2 separate regions of the Zea mays genome follow, and region 1 is linked to region 2. Evidence: chromatin contacts called from public Hi-C data. All regions are on one chromosome and are shown on one strand. The core of a region is the stretch at or near the end of the contact, and the rest is flanking DNA. Distances in the headings are between cores, read along the strand shown. Region 1 holds the start of LOC100217097. Region 2 has its middle 2.6 kb from the start of LOC103650776.

Region 1 (3,477 bases), core at 520-3,019, 810 kb after region 2:
AGAGAGAGAAAGGACGTACTAACCCTCCTTATATTGCCAAACAGCTGTTTACGTGCAAAGGCGATCGACTCAACAATAATATCTAGCACTGGCTTTTGGCAAAAGAAGTGCTTTACTACAATTTAAACAACTCTTAATCATGAACCCGTGCCATTACATCATTGGATTAATTAAACTAAATAAAGAGAGTGCACGAGGACAAATGTAGGTTTCTTCCGCTCTTCCCTATACTACGGCTTGCTCCACACCAAGATGGTGGCTGTCAATCATCAAAGTTGCTAAACCAAATCACATCATCTTACTTCTAATAAAGAATTACTAATTGTCTGCTGTAAATTAATATATATAAGATGAACCGACTTGAACCAGAGAAAACTGGTGTACTAACCTACTTTTAGATCAGAATCACAATGCCAAACTGTTTTATTACCGACCCAGTTCTGAATCAAAACTGCTTGATGCACTCTTCAAGCAAGAACCAGAGATTGTTGAACAAAACTTTTTAAGAACCAGCGCGCGGGGTGGTGAGAGATTGATGTTAGATGCATCGTTATTTTTTTTTCTTTTCTTCCTAATGATAAAAAGGACACGAACCAGTGGCACATATCTCGTTTTTTGCCAATGGAATTGGCGGGTGGATGATTTTCGAGACTATTCCTCCCCTGTTGCTACATTTATGGAGAAAATAGATTCAGATAAGAACTTTGTAAAGTTTAGAAACTTGATTTAAGGAGTTTTTTTGTTAATGTTTCTCTAAACCAAAATATAGGACATGTTTTTCTGGGACTAGTGGAGATGCCTTAGGGCATGTACAGTGGAGAGACACCAAAACGGTTCTCCAAGCAGAGGAGACAACTAAGAGACTCTATTGTACAATGGAGTGTCTATAAACGTAGTCTATTAATAAATACAGAATTAAATGTATTTGTATAGCATCAGATCGATAGAACAGACGACAAATTCGTACAGTAGGAAGTGAGGCGTCTGTTGTTACTTGGTTTACGAGCCAGAGGCGTCTCTTCACGGAGAGACGGCTCTAAGATTTTTTTGCAAATAACCCTCTAAAACACCTTAAGAGCCCCCACATTAAACACCACTGTACATGCCCTTAGATGCTCGCCCTTGCACGTTGACACGTCGCTACCCCATTTACCTGTGCCAAGTGCCAACTGCCAACACAGATAACTTGACACAGTAATAAAACAACAAGAAACGAAGATCACCACCACCGGAGCAAGCACGCGGCCAAATCAAATCAAAGCAAAGCCGCAGCTTCCGCAAATCCGAACCGGCCAGCTCTCCTTTGCAGACGTGCAGCATCCGGGCTGACGGTGACCAGCCAACCCGGTGCGCGCGTCCAGCCTCCACTCTCCAGGTGGCGCCGCCCTACTGGACCCACCGTACCGTTTGCGTTTGACGAGCACGAATCCCCCGTCCCCGCACTGGTATGCTTTGCTCCTCCAGCCGACACGGCGGTGAAGGCGGCGTGGTCCACCTGGCAGCCTTCGCTTCAGAAACCCACCCCCAATCTATCGCGGATTTACGAACGAGGGCTACTTCCGTCGTGAGCAAGTGAAGGGTGTGTCACTGCGGTGGACGTGGACTGGTGGGAGTAGTGCGTACTGCGTAGGGACCAATCTGCAAAAGGTTCTGTCAGCTGGACCCCACACCGCGAAAAAGGAGGCCCCACACAGCCAGGCCCAGACCTGGGATACGCTCCGCGTCCCCTAGGTACTCCCAACTCCCTCCCAAACCCCGTCCAGCCCAGCCGTCCCACCACTTCGTCAAAATCGGCGCGGTGCGACGAGAGCGACCGCCTTCCGCCCTTTCCTTCTTCCCTCCCGTCGTCTTCACTCCGACGCCTCCCCTGCCGCTACCGCTATTGCCTATTGGGAGGGCGGTCCCTGTCGCGCGCGACGCCGAGGCTTCGTGACGGGGACACGCTGCTAATTTGTAGCGCACCACACGCCGGCTCGGCCTCGGTTGCGCCTCGCCTCGCATCGCATCGCCTCGCCACGCCACGCCAGGGGATTACTGGCGGGCAGCGCTCGTGCTTGTTGTGCAGCCGGTGCGTCTGCTCGTGGCCTGCGGCGATGGGGCAGGACCTCGTCGAGATCCACCCGCGCGAGCTCCAGTTCACATGTAAGTCCCCGCGCCCGCTCGCCTGGCCTCATCTGCCCACGCCGACGAACCGCACATGACGCTGCCGCCGGCGCCGTGCTTGGCTTGCGGGGCGTGCCTGTCTGCTTCGCTTCCGTCTTCCGTTGGCTTTGCTCACGTTTTCTCCCCCTGTCGCGGATCGTCCGTGTGTGTGTGTGTGTGGCGCCAAGGTTTATGCATGACGCTGTCTGATGATTCGAGTTTTTTTTTTTTGCGGATTTGATGGTTTCCTGCGCGTGCGTTGAATTGATGATCATAGGCGCGGAGTGAACTAGTACTGTTGCGTTTGCTTTGGGGGATCGGTTTCCGAACCTGCGATGTACTCGATGGAGTAGGAGCCAAGCTAAAACCCCATCGTGAATCCGGGACGCAAACGGTTTCGTCCACCTTGCTTTCTCAGACTCGGTTGTAACGGTTCCATGAACTTTAGAGGATCACCTCGCAGAATCTCTCTCTCGGCAGATTTTCGAGGATCCAGACCCAAATCGAGGCAACAAGCCTAGCCTTTACTTTGTCAGTAATGTGTGGCAGTGCCGACTGTAGAGCCTGTATCTTTTCTTCCACCCCACTACTTTAGTTGGTTGCTTCCATTCTGTTCGTTTGGTCACATACAGGTAGGCTTTGTGGTGCGAGTGGTTGTAAAAGTCCGGTGGCTGCTGCTGCTGGTGGGGCGTGTGTCAGCGTGTTAGGGAAGCATGGAAGGACCTGCTTGGATGTTGGCTCTTGTTAACATGAATGAAAGCGCACTAACGGCTCACACTACGCCTGATATTAATTTGTGTTGAGAGAAGGGCCTTGATGACAGGAAAAGTGTGGTAAGCTTTATTATGAACATGATACATTATTTGGTATCCCTAAACTACAAATGTGTTGCGTTGCGCTTGGGCCGGACCTGGATCAGAGTACAATCATAGCTGTAACTGATTCTGTCTCAAAAAGGTTGGGTTGCACTATTATGTGAAAAATAGAAAAAGACACAATGAGTATGCTAAAAGTAATAGTTGAGGAACCTGTAGTGAAATGGTATGTTACTGATCGATCTATAAGAAAGTGCACTTGAGTTTTTTTATTTTTCCCATCACTATTTTTGCTCTGGCCTTTGTGAATACAGGTAACACATTAGTCAAACATCTGCGTTATCAAATGGACTTTGTGACTCTCACAGGAAAAATCTAACTGTCTCTCGCAGATACCTAACCTATCGTGTTGAAACATTAAGGGCTATTTTGTGAGTCCAAAAACCGGAGTGGATTGGAGGGGCTAAAATTCTTAGCCCCTCCAATCCACTCCGGTTTTTGGACTCACAAAATAGACCTA
Region 2 (3,986 bases), core at 1,004-3,503:
ACCCGGCGCAAAGTTCCCTGCCCCCAACTTCAAGAGATTCACCATCTGCTATCATCAATCAATTTCCTCACATGATTCCTTCCTTTTCCTGTCTGAAGCATACGCATGGAAGAACGTGCTCCGGCCCTCTTTTGGTTAGCCATGAGGTACGGAATCACATGTTCCTGACATGTTCTCCGGGTTCACCTATTCCTGACATATGCTTGTTCTCCTCCTATAATTTTCTAGCTCCCTCTTTACCTCACCTATCCTCTTCTCTAAATCTCCCAAGAACATTGTTGTCCCATCTCTATAGCTCTCCGAGCACCTTTTTATGGATTTCCATCATACTCACCTCACCCAGTCACTCTCCCTTAAAGGTTGAAACTCCCATCCATGCCTACTCAGCTCGGGCGGCACACTCTTCCTCATCTAACCACATTGCTTCAAACTTGCGCACCACCATCCCTGGTTGCTCACACCATTTGGACTCCCTCTCCCCCCCAGCATCCACAACGGTGATCAGGGTGTCGAGGATCCCCATTTTCAACATGCACTAGGGGAAAATGACACTTCCATGCTTTAAATTATATATACTACATCTGAATGAAACACCTGCATTGTCAATTGTCGGCACCCCCAAAAAAAACTTATATATACATCTGAAAGAAGCGCATCCAGATACATCTTGGAGACAACAAAAACAAAAAATGCAGGCTCTATATAAGCAAATTGCCTTGACACTTTCAGCTAAACCAAACCAACCTCGATTTTGACCAGGATTCTGAAACCGGAAGGAAGCTGCATGACTGCTTCATGCGTGCTTGAACATCTTCATGCTGAGCCAGTGCAGGTAGACAACCACGATTATTACAGGAAGCATCAACGGCACAAGCAGACAGTAATACCTGCAGAATTACGAAGAAGGCGTGAATTTCTTGTATAATTTGCACGGGTTGTACGCTGTTGCACAAGGATCACCTAGTTTAGTGCATGCTTAACAAGCATCTCTCTTGGTTAGATGGCAGCCAGGAATCCATTTTGATGTGGCGGAAGCAACTTGGACACGACGGCAACGTAGAAGAAACACACGAACAATGTGATCCCAAAGGCAATGAACGCCGAGTCGATCAGCTAATCGGTAGAAAAATGCATCTCTGGATTTCCCAGTCTTGTCGGTCTCTAATGCGCAGACCCAGTGGGAGCGGACCCAGTAGTAAACCCTGAAGAAGAAGAAATCCAAGTTAACAGCTACCATGACTGGACTGAGTCAGATCCATTGGTTTGGGTTGGGACGGTCGGTTTCGAGCGGCAAAGAGAGGAGTGGGAAAGGGGTGGGCACACCCGGTGGGTGCTTGTAGTCGGCGAAGACCACGGCTGCGAGATGGAGGTGGCGGGCGCGGAGGCGGACTCAGATTTGCCGTTGCTGTAGCAGGGGAGGCGGTGGTGGTCGCCGAGGCTGTGGAAGGAAGACGCCGAGGCATTGGCCAGCAGCAGCGCGGCCGCAAAGTTTCCTCGGCACATGCACTCAATGGATTGACGGACTGTGAGGGATAAGGAAGGAGGAGTGACTGGCCGCGATACCATCCGAGGCTTGGCGGCGAGGCCCGAGGCCCGAGGGGGGCTACTACTAGGGGAGAGAGTGAGCCGCCGCCGCTTGGGCCTCCTCTCCATGGGCCATGGCCCAGACGGCCCCAAATCCACTCCTATACGTTGACAAGTGGATCAATGACTCGGGGACTAACAAGCCAATGCACTACCATCGACACATCAAGCGTCTTCCAACGAGACAGACCCACTTGGCTCTGAGGCTCCATGAGCTGTACTATGTGTACTATAGTACTCCGTAGTGATAAAAAAGAGAATAATTTGTTTATTTTTTCTAAAAAAAGAATAAACCGATCGACGGGGACTTTGAAAGCTGGTTGCCAAAAGGCTACGGTAATTGACTTGTACTACTATGTTTGTTTAAACGTTGTGGCAAGAGGCCACGCCACACGTGTGCAGAAGCTGAGGAAGAACATCTCCGCCTTGGCTGACTCCGAGGCACGGAGGCAGGCACTTGACCCAGTCACCCATCACCCGCCGTTGGTCCTCAGCGACCACCAACACCAGTGACCGACGACAGTCCACGCGCCTGGCTCCGTGAACCTGACGGGGTGCTGCGCTGTGGATCCACTGACCTCGCTCGCGCCCGGCGCCCCCACACGCCGACGATGGGTGCATGCAGTCCCCGTCGATTTCCGGGAAAGCCACGGGTTCTCTCTGACCCTGAGCAACCGAATCCAGCGGGCAGGTCGGGTGGCTCACCCATCTGCCTGCCCCTGCCCGGGTGCCCGCCCGCACCCAACACCAGCCAACCGGATCTCCTGTGGCATGGTCGCGTGGAATCGCCTCCTTGGCTAGGAGAACTGGCATTGTCCATGGAGCATATTATTTGAATCTCTAAAAAAATTGCGGATCTAAAGTTATAAATATTTTAAAATATATTTACATAAATCATTTTATTCGTTATTTAGAATAAAAATATATTTGAAACTAATCTAGAGCCACCACAATTACCCTCTAAAACTAGGTATATGATTTGCTAGCTATGTAGCACGAATACTGATACAATATCGGAACGATACAGATCGCGTATACGACTTTAAAAAATTGATAAGCAGGTTTGTTTTATTTTTTTAAAATACATAATTTATAATATATCGTTGGTGTTTTGAACTAGCTCCGATAAATAATTTATCTATGCGCTATTAGGGGTCTTCTTTTTCTGAAAGTTCTCAAAACACTAAGTTGACATTTGTTTCCTAGCCTATTTTAAATATTATAGGTATCATACCGAAAGCATCTCCAGATGAAACAACCATAAACTCGGGTATGAAGTCCACAAGCTTCGGGATAGTAATGCATATGTGCAATCGACGAAGCTGGATGAAGCTACGAGAAGTTTTCAAGAGTTTGCTCACCGGGATAGCATGGGAAAAATGCAGCATTACCCTCATTAAGTTTAACAGTTCAAATGTATAGGCTTGAGGTCATGAATGTAATTCTACTGAAGTTGTACCTCGAGCATATAAATAGAGGAACAATGACATACATTAGAGACATTTGCTGGATGGGAAAAAGCAAATAACTCCACCTTCAAAGTTGTATTTCCTCCTTCTCCTTGTAAGCCTCGAGAGCCGAAGATATGAATGTAATCTCTAGTTCCAATTATGTGGCTTATGATCATATCTCATGTAATTTGCTTTGTATTTATCCTCATGCTTTCTTCATTCAATTTAGTGCTTTCTTCATTCACTTTAATCCCATCTTCATTTTTGCTTAACCTTCTTCCCAAAGAAGGATGGGCTAAAAGATGAAGATGAAGCTTAATCTTACTATGTTGCCTTGTTTTTTATACTTGAAGGAATCAAGAACAAGTGGTCAACATTGGCGCCCACCTCCGGTGAACTCACAAGGACCACGACAAGCTTCATCATGTCGCTGAAGAAGACGACAACAACCGATGTTGTCCTCACTCCTTTGGATCCCAACCAAGGATAAGAAGAACTCCTTCGAGAGGCATGGAACCAGAAGAGGAAGGCCATCAGCCCGACACCACAAGATGGTGTGCTTGATCGGGAGATCCACAACCTCGAAACCATCATGCAACAAGTTGAAAAATAAAAAGAGAAGATGATTCTGCTCTCTGAGCTTCAGAAGCAGATTGATCAAGCAATTGAGCAACATCACACAGGGCACAAATCAACAAGAGCACCAGTACCATTGCAGAGACCTTCGGCATGAGGGTCACACTCATAATGACCTTCGGTATGAAGCCTTCAACTATGATGGTTTTATCTACGATGATGCTCCCCTTGGCTGTAGAGATGTAGGAAATGCCTTGGCCACCTTCGTACAAACCACCTCAAATGCCAATGTACGATGTGCATTCAAACCCAAAACAATTCTTGATGAGCTATGAAGCTACAATATCCTCGTATGGCGGCAACACAACAGTGATG

What was found. Hi-C and Micro-C count contacts between places; a contact is called where the count stands out from the background.
Region 1: a contact with region 2 is called in a Hi-C map of ear, with 2.4 times the contacts expected there. The contact joins the promoter of LOC100217097 here to the enhancer-like site in region 2. A contact is called at or near these places in 3 of 25 Hi-C or Micro-C datasets (ear, endosperm and tassel).

What each region holds. Positions count from the first base shown.
Region 1 is chr3:155,925,966-155,929,442 of Zm-B73-REFERENCE-NAM-5.0, forward strand. It overlaps LOC100217097, which reads left to right and starts at 1,770. Exons shown (of 8, transcript NM_001143466.2): 1 at 1,770-2,142. The coding sequence starts at 2,094.
Region 2 is chr3:155,117,033-155,121,018 of Zm-B73-REFERENCE-NAM-5.0, forward strand. It overlaps the pseudogene LOC118476812. Among protein-coding and RNA genes, the nearest start is that of LOC103650776, 2.6 kb to the left of the region's middle. Within about 2 kb of position 2,254, at least 15 of the 20 cell types and tissues checked have an H3K27ac peak or open chromatin away from gene starts, as enhancers often do. A contact at or near this core is called in ear and tassel, where this site is marked.